2 separate regions of the Capra hircus genome follow, and region 1 is linked to region 2. Evidence: chromatin contacts called from public Hi-C data. All regions are on one chromosome and are shown on one strand. Each heading gives the region's core, a stretch centred on a gene start, on an enhancer-like site or on the middle of the called end of the contact. The rest is flanking DNA. Distances are from core to core; before and after follow the strand shown. Region 1 has its middle 35 kb from the start of IER3. Region 2 holds the start of IER3 (radiation-inducible immediate-early gene IEX-1).

What was found. A called contact is a pair of places that touch in the nucleus more often than the background predicts.
Region 1: a contact with region 2 is called in a Hi-C map of liver, with 2.0 times the contacts expected there. The contact joins the enhancer-like site here to the promoter of IER3 in region 2. A contact is called at or near these places in 2 of 5 Hi-C or Micro-C datasets (blood and liver).

The regions. Positions count from the first base shown.
Region 1 is chr23:21,740,062-21,742,761 of ARS1.2, forward strand. No RefSeq gene overlaps it. Among named protein-coding and RNA genes, the nearest start is that of IER3, 35 kb to the left of the region's middle. Within about 2 kb of position 1,295, at least 4 of the 5 cell types and tissues checked have an H3K27ac peak or open chromatin away from gene starts, as enhancers often do.
Region 2 is chr23:21,705,361-21,708,265 of ARS1.2, forward strand. IER3 (radiation-inducible immediate-early gene IEX-1) reads right to left here and starts at 1,453. Exons shown (of 2, transcript XM_005696631.3): 1 at 1,196-1,453; 2 at 166-1,097. The coding sequence starts at 1,405. The coding sequence ends at 837.

The sequences.
Region 1 (2,700 bases), core at 45-2,544, 35 kb after region 2:
AGATGAGCAAGACCCAGTGCTGGCCTTTTCTTTCAAGGATCCCCCAGGCTGGTGTGAAGCAGTCACCTGAACAGTTAGGGTACAGTTTGGCCTGTGCAGTGATGGAAGTGCCTGCTAGGAACATAGCGGAAGGGGCACCCGGCTCTGCTCAGGAAAGTCAGAAAGGGCTTTCTGGGAGACATGAATCTGAGAGTTTTAAAGGGCCACCAGGGAAGCTCGAGTTGGCAAAGCAGGGCTGGGGAAGGCAGGCTGGACCAGCTAGTGGAGGTGAGAAGTGCCAGTCAGTCTGGTGTTGCTGAACCCTTGATGAGAGGCAGCAGCAGGCAAGAGGAGATGCTGGAGAGGGCTCAAGGGCCTATCACCAGGGCTTGGTGTCTACCTGGGTGCGAGGGTGGGGCTGGGGTAGATTTGGGTGGTGAAACAGAGGAGTGACACGGTCAGATTTCAGTTAAAGAGCTCTGCCTGCTGTGTGGACTGTGGGTGGGGGTAGAATCCCCCTCATTTTGAGGGGAGGGGCCCATGCCAAGAGGCTTGCAGAATCTTAGTTTCCCAACGGGGGTTGACCTTGAGCCCTCGGCAGTGAAAGCTTGGAGTCCTAACCACTGAGCAGTCAGGGAATTCCCAGGATCTCTTTTCATGAGATCTCCTGGGATTGGGCTGAACATCCAGGTCAGGGCCTGCAGGTGCAAAAGATGGCCTGGGGAAGGATTATCCGGCTAAGTCTTGGTGAGCACTGCCACAGCTGGGAGATGATCTATGTGCTCCAAGTGGAGTAGGTACTTCACCCTCCTGGCAAGCCTGTGATGAGGTGGGTATTCGTATCATCCCCCATTGTGACCACGAGGTAACTGGGCACAGAGAGTTTAAATTATGTGTCCCGGCTGCACATTCTGGTGTAGGCGGCTGCCTGGCTCCTGGATCAGCCTGCCTCCTCAGGATCTTCTGCCCTCTGGAAGGCAGAATGATGATGTATTGACATCCTGCTTCAGGTTTATGAAAGCTTTCACATGGATGACCTCATTCCAGACATGCAACAGTAGCTTCTGTGAGGAGGTATTATTACTCACAGCTCAGAAAAGCTACCGAGGTGATTTGTCAAAGGTTAGAATTTAGGTGGCAGAGACCCAGACTTGAGTCTTCTGGCCCTGAGTCCAGTGTCGGGTCTCACATTCATTTGTCAGTCAGTGCCACGGCCAGCCTCATGGTCAATATGCCGCATGGTTCAAAGGCCAGGGCATTTTCCCCTCCTACTCAGCTGCTTCCTGGTGAGGAAAATGCTTTTCTGAATGGAGGAAGACAGTCATAGAGAAATGTGTTGCCAGCATCAATTTCCTCTGATTGGGCAATGGTGTCCGCCATCTGGACCAGGTGACGTCAGCCGTCTGGCTTTCAGCCAGTGTTCTCCCACCCAGGAAACTGACTTCCGGCCAGACTCCCAGGCAGCCAGCTCTGGCCTCCTGGAAGAGCAGACCTCTCTGTTTGCAAAGTGAGAGGCTTTAAATCAGATCTCTAGGAGGGTTTGGTATAGGGAAGGCGATAAAAATGGGGAAGAGGAGTTCAGAGGACACTGGCCAGGAATAGGCAAGGCCCCCCGCCCCGTGTGGGATCTGGGGTCTTTCTTGGGCTGATTCAGAGGATCCAGGGATTTGATGGGGAGGTTTAAAATTTTGTGACTAATGGACTTAAGCAAATTGAGGGGCAGTGGGGGAGAAAGGTAAGCAAAGCTGACGAAATCTGGAAAAAGTTACACAAACACAGAAGGTCAAACATAAGTCAAGAATAGAATGTTGTTCTCAATCCTCATACACTTCTCTGTGGATGTTAAGTCTTGAATAAATCAGTAACACAGGAATAAGCAGCTCTTTACTGCTTTATTTTTGAATTACAAAAATGTACAAATCTAGGCAATAGATAAATAAAGCACAAAGCTTAAGTGTCCCTCCCCCATTCCAAACACCCCTCTCCAGGCCTGGTTGATAAATGATGTTGTTTTAGCTATTTCATCAGCCAAAATTCATCTCATTTACTGTTCACAATGACCCTATGGGGTAAGAACTATTATTATGCTTTGATTTTTATTTATTTATTTACTTGGCTGTGTCGCGTCTTGGTTGAAGGCACTCGGGACCTTTGTTGCGTCATGCAGGGTATTTTGTTAGAGCTCACCGGCTTGGTAGTTGTGACACATTGGTTTAGTTGCCCTGACCATGGCTGGAATACAGTGTCCCTGTATTGGAAAGTGGATTCCTAACCACTGGACCCCTGGGGGAAGCCCTTCCAATCTGTTTTTTGATTCTAGCTATTTTAGAGGGTGTAAAGTGGTATCTCATTGTGGGTTTATGTAAGTGTTTTTCTAATGGCTAAAGATGCTGAGAATCTTTTTATGTGGTTATTGGTTATTTGTATATCTTTGGAGAAATGTTGATACAGATCCTTTGCCTATTTGGTTTGTCTTTTTATTACCGAATTGTAAGAATTCCTAGTATATCCTACTAGATACAACCCCCTTAACAGATCAATGACTTACAAGTATTTTCATCTCATTCTGTGGGTTATCTTTTCACTTTTTTTTAAAAAAGGTTATACTCCATTTACAGTTATTATAAAATATTGGTTATATGCCCTGTGCTGTATATCCTTATAATTTATTTTATATGTAATAGTTTGTACCTCTTAAACCCTTGTCCTTATATTATCTCT
Region 2 (2,905 bases), core at 203-2,702:
AACGACTGACAGCGTCCGGTCACAAGATGCTGAGTTCCATGGCTCCGGGAGGAGGGACTCAGGGGCCTGGGGAGGAGCACCAGCTGGGGACTTGACCGCGGCTCCTCCTCCTCCTGGCGCCTTGAAAGGGGGGGACCGCCGCTTGTAAAGAGACACACACATGACTGCCGACAGTAAATCAAGTTTATTTGTGTTCATAGAACATACGGGGTGACCCCAGAGCAGCCTCCTGACAGCCCACCAACCCCGCAGCCACCCCCTTGGAGGTAACTTCAAGGAGATTGTAGGCCAGGGACCTTATTCTCAACGGTTCCCCGAATCTTCACAGACTCGCGAGTTGAGATGCTGGAGAACTGAGAGTGTCACTGCGACCCACCACCGTCTTTGACTCCCAGCCCGGGCGCCTTCTCGACTTGGGTTTCCTCCATCCCTTTTCCCGGCCTCGCTCAGTTCTGGGTGCTTGCCTCCACCAACCCCACAGAGCCCAATAAATACCCAGAGACCTGCATTTGCAGCAAGGTGCACATCTCGCACTCCTGCATAAGTTAAAATAAATATTACATACACCCCTCCATCACCTAGGGGGACACACATAAATACACATAAATATTATTAGGAGCAATGAGAAATAAGTTAACGACGCACTTCTTCCCCACCCGTCCTAGCCCCGGCGTGCCGGTGCCTGTCTCTCCCAGGCTCGGACCGGCGTCTTCGCCATAGTGTTCTGAGTGCGAGTTGCCTCGCGAGTCCCAGTTTGGGATACGCTCTCGCGCACCAGGTACACCCAGTGTTTTCTTGGTTTTTCAGGTTCTTTTGGGGGAAGTGGGGAGTCCCGGTTAGAAGGCGGCCGGGTGTTGCTGGAGAAAAGTGCTGAGATCCAAAGCGTAGTCCGAGGGCTCCGAGGTCAGATTAAGGGGCTCGAAGACCGGGGCTGCAGCGGTGGGTGCGGGGGACGGTGCGCTGGAGGCGTCCTCCGGGGCCAGGGGTACAGACGCACCGTCTTCAGCCATCAGGATCTGACAGAAGATGATGGTCAGCAGGACAAAGAGCAGCCTTTTGGCAGGGTTCGGTTCCTCTACTGGCAGCTGACGCCGGACCTGAGGGGAGGTGATAAAAAGAACAGGTCATTCGGGCCCCGGCGTCCAGTGGTTCACCCTGCTCTTCCCCCGGGTCTGTCCACTTCGGAGACACTCACCACTCGTGGGTAGAGGACCCTACGGCTGCGCTTTCGATGCCCGCGGGTGGCGCTAGGGCGAGCAGCGGGGGCCACCGCGGGCTCCGGGAGAGGGTCGAAGGTGAAGATCTCGGGACCGGAGCCCCGTCGGGGTCCCGGGCTGGTGGAGGAGACCGGGGTCGGAGCCCGCAGGACGGTCATGGTGGGGAGGGAGCTGCGAGAGTGACACATTGTGCGCTGAGCTGAGCCGGAGGACGAGTGGCTCCGCAGTCCCGCAGAGCTAGTTATGTACCCCGAGAACTGGGCGGGTCCTTCTCAACTCCACCCTGGGCTGGGAGCTGTTGGAAGGTCGGCTGGAAATTCCGAAGATTAAGCAAAGGGAGGGGGCGGAGACTTGGCCAGTGCCAACCGTAGGCACTCCAAGTGTGTGTTGTGAGCGTGTGAGTTGAGTGGAGGCGGGTGAAATCCCAGACTGCGGGCACATGTCAGGACATGTGGCAGCTGGAGAGGGGCCCACAGACAGTTTGAGACGGTTCAGCCACAAATCCCCATCTCTGGGGACGTGCAGGAAGGCTTACATAAGGAAGTCTGGCCCTCTTGCTACAATCCTGATCCAGCAGAGTCTAGGAACCACAGTTACAGTGCATAGTCACACGTTTGTAGGGACTCAGAAAACAGCAGCCTAGGAGGGAAGTCATTAAGAAACAGTCAAGAAGCCCAAGAGAAATGAACACACTAGCACACACAGACACAAGTCTGCCTGCTTTAGCTAGCGCACACACACACACACCATGTTGTAGAGGTGGAAAAATTTCTCCTTCTAGTTTCTTTGGCTGGTTCAATAATTAAATTGACCTAGGACAGATCAACAGGAGAAAACAAATTTAATTGCATACTTAACAGAAGCCCAAGAAAACTTGAGACTCAAAGGCAGTCAGGCAATTGAAGTTTATATGCCATCTTTAGCTAAGGAATGGGAAAGAGGCCTGGGGCTTTAAGGGGAGGTGGGTAATTCACAGGAAGATGGGAAGAGCAGGTGATTGCTAATGAGATGTTTGTCCTGCCAAGCAGGTAAGTTTTTCTGGTGAATGCTATCACTGGACCAGGCCTCCTACCTCAGTTATTTAGGCCGTGAAGGGAGAGGTGCAAGGCTTCTTCTGATTCTGCTGGGTCTTGATTGCTCCAAATAATTCACATGCCAGAGGAGCACATTTTGGGGTGGCATATTCTGCCCCCCTTCAACATGCATATTACACACACATATGCTGCACAGGGGCAACCCACAATGTGCAGAAATGTTCATTCATGGGTGGAGCAGAGGGCCACAAAATATAAAGGAAAGAAGTTAGCCACCTGGGTTTAAGTTTATATGAAGAACATTTAAACTGTGAGACATTATGCAAATGTTGTGGTGATGATAATAACGCAAGAGAGAATGGACACATTTTCATAACTGCCTTAGAGACAGCTGCTCTGGACACAGAATTTAACATCTCTTGAGCATTCAACAGGACCAGTGTGTGTGTGTGCGCGCGCAGAGTTGCTTCAGTTGTTTCCAACTCTGCAACCCTATGGACTGCAGACTGCCAGGCTCCTCTGTCCATGGGATTCTCCAGGCAAGAATACTGAAGTGGGTTGCTATTTCCTCTTACAGGGGATCTTCCCAACCCAGGGACTGAATTTGTATCTCTTACATCTCCTGCATTGACAGGCGGGTTCTTTACCACTAGT